Linked DNA regions of Rattus norvegicus: region 1 is linked to region 2. The links are chromatin contacts, called in public Hi-C maps. All regions are on one chromosome and are shown on one strand. Each heading gives the region's core, a stretch centred on a gene start, on an enhancer-like site or on the middle of the called end of the contact. The rest is flanking DNA. Distances are from core to core; before and after follow the strand shown.

What was found. A called contact is a pair of places that touch in the nucleus more often than the background predicts.
Region 1: a Hi-C map of the A7r5 cell line shows a contact between it and region 2, with 7 times the contacts expected there. The contact joins the promoter of Bcl2l14 here to the promoter of Smim10l1 in region 2. A contact is called at or near these places in 4 of 12 Hi-C or Micro-C datasets (the A7r5 cell line, Schwann cells, hepatocytes and 1 more).

What each region holds. Positions count from the first base shown.
Region 1 is chr4:168,946,242-168,951,337 of GRCr8, reverse strand. Bcl2l14 (Bcl2-like 14) reads right to left here and starts at 2,358. Exons shown (of 7, transcript NM_001024338.1): 1 at 2,295-2,358; 2 at 1-97.
Region 2 is chr4:168,070,437-168,075,551 of GRCr8, reverse strand. It overlaps Smim10l1 (small integral membrane protein 10 like 1), which reads right to left and starts at 2,452. Exons shown (of 3, transcript XM_017593058.3): 1 at 1,556-2,452. The coding sequence starts at 1,747. It also overlaps a transcript of Tas2r103 not described here.

The DNA of each region.
Region 1 (5,096 bases), core at 1,109-3,608, 880 kb before region 2:
ACGCTGTCCCACAATAGGTTTGCAACACATCTTTCAGTCCTTACTGGCCTTCAGCCTCAGAGTCCACCGACTCAGTCTCTGTCTTCATCCTGTTTGCCTAAAGAGCAAGGAGACGTAACTCGCCTCAGGATTCCTCTCAGCACACACCTTTGTCCACACAGGCCGTCATGAAAAGAACATGCTGCTTCTTACGGTTCTGTCAGAAGAGAGCTTTAGGGGAAATGAGTTTCCTGGATGAAGAACCAGAGTTAGGTCATTCTGCTCTCTGGAACTCCTCACGGTGATAGCCATTTAATGAGCGCAGCTCTTTGTGAACAGGGGAAGAAGGCATGATGACCACCATCAGGACTGAGTGGAGGGAGCCAGGACACGTCCTTGAGACTCCTTGTTTATGAGCTGGGTTTCCAGCATCATGAAAGATTCTGGTGACCTTTTAGTGATTACATGTGGTCATAGTCACGGGAGAAGAATGGGATGGCTGGGTGTCAACCCAAGTGAGGCTGAGAAGGGACAGCCCTGCCCAGGTGGTCTCATTCCCCCACTACTCCAGAGTGCATAGACTGCTCCCTGAAAGCCAGCTCCCCTCCCCTTGGCTTCTATGTCATGCCTTGCCCCTGCCCTTCCCCAACCTTTCCTGCTCACTGCTTCTTGGTGAGCTGACAAAAGCAACTTCATGTTGAATTTCACACTCTGTCTTAGTCACTTTTTACTGCTGTGATGAGACACTGTGATGAGGGCAACGTACGAAATAAAAAGTATATATGGGGGCCACAGTTCCAGAGAGTTAGAGGACATGACCCTTGTGGCAGGGAGCATGGCAACAGGCAGGCAGGCATGGCATTGGGGCGGTAGTGAGAGTTTACATCTTGAGACACAATCACAAGGCAGAGAGAGCGATCAGAGCTAACTGGGAATGGTTTGGGCATTTGGAACCACAGAGCTTGCTCCCTCCACACCTTCTCCAACAAGGCCACGCCTCCTAATCCTTCTCAAACAGTCCCATCAACTGGGGACCAAGTATTCAAATATGAGTCTGTGGGAGTCATCCTTATTCAAACCATCATATACCCCAAAGTCATAAGTTTCATCTAGAAGTATCTGGGACATCTCACGAAAACCTCTCAACTTACCTTTGGTTCGTCATGCTGCTCAGAACTCATAATGGACACTTCCACAGGACAAGTCCTAGGCCTCTCTTTTTGAGGCCTCACTTGGTCTTTGTGCTTTCCACCCTGTAATTCCATTGCATTTACAAATTTCAGCTCCACCTCCTCTTTTACTCCTTGCATCCCAGGTGGACAGCTGTCCATCCGCTCCTGCAGGGAACTGGCTCTGGGCCCTGCTGGATAACTGAATCCTCAGATGTTCAAGTATTTGCAAATGACAGATCCATGGCCTCCCATGTACTAAATTATTCTTAAACCACTGATAACACTGAATACAGTGTACATGGTGTGCAAATAGTTGTTATACTGTATTGTTTAGTGTTGCTATTTGGATATGAAGGTCCCCCACGAAAGGCTCATGTGGAGGCACTCAGGCGATCTGAAGGAAAATCACTGGAGGTGGATGCTTGAGAAATTCCTTAGTGTTTCCTTTTCTCTACTTCCTGTCTGCTATGAGGTGAACTTCCTTTGTCACACACTCTCCTGGCCTTAATACTGTATCTTACTACTGGCCTAGGAGTGCTAAGCCAAGTGACACTAGCCTAAAACCTTGGAAACTATAAGTGGAGACAAATCTTTCTTCACTCATTGCTTCGAGCATCCTGTCAGAGTGACCAAAAAGCAACTAGTACATTTTGGAAATGTTAGGCAGAAACTTCTCTACATTTCCAGCACAGATGCATTCTTTCTCCCTGAACAGTTTTGCTCAACATTTGGTTAAAGCCATGATTAAAACCACTGTGCAGACACAGGGCCTGCTCTTAAGTTTCTGGTTAAAAAGTTATTTTTTTCAGCCCTTTGGCATTCCTTTTAGGACAAGGTATTTCCTTGGTCTGAAGCTCTTTCGAAGGCTCCTCTCAGTCACCATCCCCATACTAGGGTATGAATGATGGCCCCCTAGAGGGCTTCTCACCTCAAGTCTACATTATTAGCTCTCTTTAGGCATCCCCTTCTTCCCACCCTTGGCCTTGGTGTCTTGACCATCCTGGTCTCTTTCCTGAGGGTTCTGCTCAGAAAACCTGGTAAATTTTCCATTGTCCCTGACAGCACAAACGTCTAGGAAAACACCAAGTTTAAGAGTAGATTGCATTCTAAAACCACATTCTAAGTGACTTGTTTAGAACTCACATTTTCCCCTCCTGCTGATGTTCTTCATGGTGGTTAGTTTTGCTAGGTTAGGCCAGAAGAGGCCATTTAACTAGTAGGGTTAAGCTAAAGTGTGGAACCCTTAGAATCTTAAAGACTAACAGTTTGGTAGAACACAGTGTTTCCATGGGAAAATATTTCCTGGGTTCTGCATTGGAATACTTGGATTCTTTTGAATGTCTGCAGGGAATCTGAGCACCCCTCCCCTGTATTACATTTAAAACACACTACAGTCCTTTTTGGGGGGCTACAATACACCAGACAGTGACAAGTCATTATGTTTCTCTTGTCAATACAGAGAACTGGGAACTGGACACCCATTTCAGATAGGGCAGTCAAAACTACCCTCAGTGATTTGAATGTCATAGGAATAACCCACCGCTTTCTGATTGGATTTAAGGCCTAATTCATAAGTTGAAATCCATACCTGGGACAGTTATAGGGCTAGGAACCTGTAGCTAGAGGTCATAGCCGTAGGAGTGAACCTATTACAGTTACTTCCCTAAATAGACACAGCATAAAACACTCTCCTAAAGATTTATTGTCATACCCATAAGTCGGTGTCAGCGACCCTCATCAAAGAAGCTTCTTTTGCCATAGACGATGGCTAACATAGAAACCCACAATGGTCAAGATGCAGAGAATAAGGACTTTCTGTTCTGATTTCATTTAGTAGACACTCTATGGTACTGATTTATCAATGTCTCAGCTCCTTTTTTAAAGCCTGTGGATTCTGTTCTTAAGACTGATCTTGATTGCACCTCAGCGTTCTGAGATGCTGTAGCCAATGCTCCTTTATTTACCGTTTTCTTTATCCATCTTTGAGGGCAATCTATCTCCACCATGTTCTTCCTCCCTGTTTGTCACTCTTTTTCTCTGCCAACTCTAGTGACGATGGCGACCATTATGACTTTTATTTTATTAATTTCACCTTTTGTTCCCAGCATCTTTGTTTTTTTACAACATTTGAATTCTTCTATTGGATTTCTCTCCCATTTTGCTGGCCTTTGCCATTCGCAGTGCTGATTCCTATCCATCTTGATGACTTTCTCTTCTGTGCCGTTACCTTTCCTCTGCATGTTCTGTACTGGCTTCCTTTCTTCGTCCATGTGATTGGAAGTCAAAACAATGGGCACTTGAAGCAGGTGCTCATATTAAATCTATAATCAGAAAATAGAGAGAAATGAATACCTGTATGCCAGGACTCTGTTCACTTGTCCATCTTATGCAGTCCACTATTTGTCCTGTCCACAATTAAAAAATTATCAATTTCCAAATCAATTGATGTAATATAGAAGATGTCTCCCAGACATACAGAGTCTAACCTTAGACTAACAATGCCTCATAGACACAGAGTCTGACCTTAGACTAGACAATCTTTCACAGATATAGAGTCTAATCTTAGACTAGATAGTTCTTCTCAGACATATAGTCTAACCTTAGACTAGACAATGCCTCACAGACATAGAGTCTGACCATAGACTAGATAATCCCTCATAGACACAGAGTATAACCTTACACTAGATAATCCATCACTGACTTACAGAGTCTAACCTTAGACTAGACAATCTCTCACAGATATAGAATCTAGCCTTAGACTAGATAATCCATCACAGACATAGAATCTAACCTTGGACTAGACAAGCCCTCACAAGTCTACCTTCAGGTCCAGCTCCCAAGTCTAGATTCTACCAAGCTGACAACACTTAGCATTATACTCATCAGACATTTTACTGACTCCAGTGTCCTTGAATCTTTAGTGAAGGCTTTAGTCTTTTAAAGAGCCAAGTTGCCCTATGTTTTTGTGTTTCTTATGTTTCTGTGCTGCTTTGTGAGCATCTCTTTATTTGGATATCTCTCCAGTTTTATTTGAGTATCTTAATGATCAGGTCAGGCCATCCTTGAGGGCTGGGTCCCTAGTACCACTTAGAGAGGAGAAAAAACAAACAACCTGTGATAGCAGCAGCAGCAGCAGCAGCAGCTCCAAATTGTTCTGGAATAACCAGAATCAATTAGTGCATGACGATACGTCAGCCGTTCCTATAAGCAGAGCATGGCAAAGGCAAAGTAGAGTGGCTGTGAGGTTAAAGATTATTTAAAGTAAATGTAGGAATATTAAATTGAGATAGGAAGGGGGAGATGGAGAGAGGACAGACAGAGAAGTAATGTTGGATAAAGTAAAGGGAAAAGTAGAAGAGGAGTGGAGAAAAACAAAGAGGAAGAGAGGACAAGAGATTAGAAAATGGAACTAAAAAGGACTTCCCAATGATGGGAAAATTTGTAAACAAAATTAGAAATTGTAAAAGGGGAATTGAAAAATGAAAGCATACTTGCTTTAAAAATACTATAAAGTCAAGATATTATTAAAGTAGTTGGTTTTTTTTTTGTTTCAACTAAAATACAGGGGATCCCAAATTTAAAATAAATAAATAACATTACTCAATAATGAAAAGATATGTAAACAAAATTAAGTGATTGTGGTGGTCTGAATGAGAATGGCTCTCATAGACTCATGGATTTGAATACTTGGTCCCTAGTTAGTAGAAATGTTTGGGAAGGATTAGAAGGTGTGGCCTTGCTGGAGAGGGTGTGTCACTGGGCGTGGACTTTGTCCATGACATGCCCAGTTAGTCCCGTCGCTGTCACTAGTGTGTACAGATCCGACGAGAGCTCCCAGCCACTGCATCAGCACCACGCTTGCCTTTCTGGTGCCATGCTCCCTACCACGATGATCATGGACTAACCCACTGGACTGGTAGGCCCCCAATAAACTCTTTCTGGTGT
Region 2 (5,115 bases), core at 1,203-3,702:
GTGGTATACTTGCCTGGGGAGCTTTTAAAATCAAAATATTTTAATTAGATCTTAATGGAAGAAAACCATATACATGATTTAAAAGAAATCACCTTAGAGTAGTAACAAAAATCAACAAAGCCTTGCTTTTCCTTTACCTATCCCCATACATTTTCTCTAGAAATAACCACTTTTAGCTCCTAGATGGTTTTGCATTAATTTTCCTAATCATAGTTTATGTTGCTTCTTTATGTATTTGACCTTTATTTATGTTTTTGTAGCGCTGCGTATCATACCTAGAGCCTCATGAAGGGTAGGTCCACAACTTAAGTCTACATGGTAAGTCTACAACTTAATCAAATCTTCAGTCTAGATCTTGATGCACTTTGTGTCATTACACATACATCTTTTTCAGTTTCCATCCTCCCAATGTTACATAACTATTTCCTGTTAAGTGAGAACTTATATTACAGGTACAGTATTATTCACATGAGGTAGGGCAGCATAATGTTTTATTATTTTATTTTTCTTGGGGTTTCTAATTACCTGTTTAACTTTCAAAATAAAATACAATTACTAATTCACCACAGGCTTGTAAAAAATCTCTAGCATACATTCACATACACCAGATATCTGCTCCTTTTCAGACATTGAGAACATTCCATCTCTGGATGTTTACTCTTTAGGTCATGTTGTTACTGCCTCCATTTAGCAGTTAGAATCATGGCTGACCATAACAAGGAAATCTTTTTGTTCACAAATGTACAGCTTTTACCCTCCCAGTCCACAATGGCACCATCAGTCCATTTACTTTCTTGTCCCTCCACTTGTCACGGTTTGTAACATCAGCATTTTACTCTGTAGCTAAAATTAGGTATTCTCTTTAAAGAAGAAAGCCATATGTGGTCCATTTGCATTACTACCAGGGAATACACAATTCCTGTGAGGCGACTGGACTTTCTTTCCTTTGGAAACAATGTCTCTTTGACTGGAACATCTTCACATACTCCCACTATATTTTCAAAATCCTGCTGTCTGTCACATTTGGCATATTTGAGGGCTCTCCTGTAGTCTGACTTTGACCCACAGTTTCAAAATATCCTCTTGTGGGAGGAAGAGATGAATGTTTTTTTTAGATCACATTCTTGATATAACAAACCTCTTACTCAATGTCTAGCTCACAGTCCAGTATTCTCAAAGATTAATTCAGAACGCAAGTTTGATGTAAATCTGTGTTCTTGAAAACCTTAGCCTTCCTTTCTCATAATGCATCCTGTGCCCTTTGTCATATCCTAAGACTTGCCAGGAGTTTACTGAGGTGCAGTTCCTTTGGATACTTCCTTGGACAGCTGCTCTGCTGCTGGAACAATTTTTTGCTCTTAATCGAATCAGCTAGCTTTCCCTCCTCCAACTCCTAGGAAGGGTAGGCTGCGAGCAGACTGCCCGCGAGCGAGCCTGATCTCGCGAGATTGCACGTTCTTCTCGCGCATCTTGAAGATGCCGCGGAGCGGTCTGGGAAGCGGCCATCTTGCGGTCCCGGGTGGCGCGCAACGCAGACAGGGCTCTAAATGTGTACCTGCAAGCGGATGTTGAGGATCACTGAGCCCGCGATGTAGAAGTACGGGAAGTTCATTCGCAGCTGCCAGGCCAGCTCGAAGAAGGCGAGCAGGGTGCGGGAGAGCCCCTTGCAGAAGACACCGTACGGGGTGGCGGCCGCAGGGCCCACAACCCTGAGCGCCAGGGCGGACGGGGCCTCGGCGGGGGTCATGGCGTTGTCAGACCAGGCCGAGGGTCCCCGAAGATCCGCGCAGTCCCGAGCCAGACCGAGCAGTGGCCGGGATGAAGCGGCCACCGCTTTAGCCTTCACCGGCAGCGGCCGCCGCTCCCTCCCTGGTGGCGCTGGGCGGCGTGGGCTCCGCCTCTTCCTGTCAGCTTCCTGGGGAAGGTTGGCTGCAGGCAATTATGTAACTGCTAGGGACAGCAGCACAGAGATCCGCTGTCCCTTTAAAGGGCAGAGCTCAGTGAGCTGATGTAACTTAACCAACATTTAGTACACATTTTGCAAAGATCAAAGGTAGATGAAAATAAGAGTGTCTGCTATTTAATCCCATAACATTTACTGAAACACTGACAAGGTGATCAGTCACCTTACATAAACGTATATAGGCTTAGGGTCTGCATTTGTAACACCGTAAGTGAAAAGTCATCATATTAGGTTAGGGATCCACCTGTATATTAGGACTATGTAGGTTGCAAGTGATAAATTAAGCAAATATACACGATCTTTTTTTTTTCCTTTTATTGGATATCTCTTTATTTACATTTCAAATGTTACTCCGTTTCCCGGTTTCCCTGACATAAGTCCCTATCCCATTGTATAGGATGTGTGTTAGCACATGTATATATGGTTGTGTTTCCAATTAATATAAACCCATAAAAAGTTCAGATTAGGTATGGAATCCAGCTTTTTGCACTAGTGAAAAACCTAAGTTAGACTCGAAAGACCAGAATATTATTTATTTTCATATTCTTAGTATACTATAGAAATACAAGTATTCATTATTCAAACTTTATTTCTGGCATTTATGTAATGCACTTCCATTAACTTTATTTGTTTCACTAATGCCCCAGTTTAGCCTCATTTATGTACTATGGATATGCATTAATTTCTGAGCATAACTTTCAGAATATAGTATACTTCTAAACGTCGTTATTAAAATTTTCCAGATCTGACTTAACTTGCATATATGCGTTATATATCCCAAGCATCCCCGTGCTCTGAGAGTGTCAGCTCAAAAGGACACTCCAATTTCCAAAACATCGAAGGACAGTCTATGCAAAAACGAGCTAACTCCTTGGACTGCAGGAGGATTTCTGGTTAGATAAAAGGCAGGCTCTTTTCAGGAACTTGTGAAGTGTTTTCCTACCTGCCAAAGGGAACATTTATTTCTCTTACCTCTGGCAAAAGAGACTTGTCATTCTCTGTTAATATATGTCTTTGGGCGCTATCTAGTCTATCAAGGTCCTTGCCTCAACGTTTCTTCAGTCCTCACTCAGTTATGCATTTCCAAGACCCGATGCCCATTTCTGCTGGCCCTCCCTCAGTCCAGCTACTCTTTTGTAACCACCATTATTCGCACTATGCCTTCTCTATTCTCTATCCTTGATATTCTTCTCTCTGACAGACAGTCCTGGCTGTATCCAGTCTGCTGCCGTGTGCAATCTACTTTTTCTCTTGTCTTGACACTTCCAGTTCACCCTGGCTATTCCCTTACATCTAAAATAAAAATCTTCCTATACCATGGAGTAGTCCTGTCATCTGTCTATACACAGAGCACTTCTGTTTCTCAGTAAACTACCTATAGGTCTGGTGCAAATAACATGATTTTGTGAGAGCTGGAAAACTTAAAGAGGGGTCTCATTTATGCTTCTTTTCTGCTATTGTATCAATGCTAAACCAGTAGAGAAACTGGTCCCCAAACTAAGGACTAGAGAATAAAGAGTAGTTAAGGATGAATGACCAACTCAGAATGTACATGCTTTTAGTACACAGGTGTAGTTTATTCTGAAATCAGAATCCATGAAGCTATAAACATTGACTTAAGTCAGTCCGAGCCTGGATCTTCCACTTTCTAATGACAGAAGTATTCCCTCATTCACATACTTACATCACCTGACCCATCCCTAGCCTGCCCTGGCTCTTGCCCTTGTTAACTCCATGAAAATAGCTGTCTTTTACTTTTGGAGAGTGGAGAATATAGCAGCCATGCACTAGGTAAGTGGCCACAATGAAGACTTATTCCTGTAGGACATGCTAATGATTCTTTAAAAAGCTCTCAATCCTGCTTAATGCTCAAGAGTGTTTGGAATCTGATATTTTAGAGGGTTGTGGTTTACTTCTGTCCCTTGAACTGAAAAGACTATTTCACATCTCTTAGCAGGTGTTTTTTAAAAATAAAACTAAAAATGTTGAGTCTTTCATTGCCTGGGAGGAAAAATTCAATACCAAATTCGATGCCTTGGGAATTATTTTCCTGAGAGGATACTTAATGAGAAAGTATCAAACAACATTCAGAAGACTGCTTATAGTAGTCCACACACTAACTGACAAACAAACAGTGCAAACGCCCTTACGTGCAGACAGATCATCAGTTACACCACAGCCTCACCACGGAACCGTATGGGGAAATGCAAGACAAAAAGTCAAGAATTCTTAAGACCTGGCACTGCTTAGCAATATCTTGACTTTTAGCACAGCTAATGGGGAGGGGGAAATTAATAAACTCACTGAGAAAAGAAAAATTACAATAGACATCAAAGAAAATGACAACATAAGAGAATATTTTAAATGCCTAAACTCCACTGAGTTAGAAATCTAAAAGAAATTAAAGAATTTCTAGATTTATATAACAAGTTGAATCAAGAAAAAGCCATCAGTATAAATAGGCTAATAATGAACAAGGAGATTGAACCAATAATTTTCTGACTAAAACATGCCCAATCCAGATGGTTTCAGATAAAAATTGAACTGTAAATTGTATCCTGAGTATTCCAAGATATTTTACTAATATCCACTTATCAGTGAGTACATATCATGTGTATTCTTTTGTGATTGGGTTACCTCACTCAACATAATATTTTCTAGTTTCATCCATTTACCTATGAATTTCATGAAGTCATTGCTTTTAATAGCTGAGTAGTATTCCATTGTGTAAATGTACCACATTTTCTGTATCCATTCCTCGAAGGACATCTGGGCTCTTCCCAGCTTCTTGCTGTAATAAATAAGGCTGCTATGGACACAGTGGAGCATGTGTCCTTGTTATATGTTGGAGCATCTTTTGAGTATATGCCCAGGAATGGTAGAGCTGGGTCCTCAGGGAGTACTATGTCCAATTTTCTGAGGAACTGCCAGACTGATTTCCAGAGTTCTTGTACCAGCTTGCAATCCCACCAACAAACTCAGAATGCTCAAGATACAATTTACAGACCACATGAAGCTCAAGAAGAAGAAAGATCAAAGTGTGGATGCTTCAGTACTTTTTAGAAGGGGAACAAAATACAGACGGAAATACAGAGACAAAGTGTGGAGCAGAGACTGAAGAAAAGGCCATCCAGAAACTGCCACACATCGGA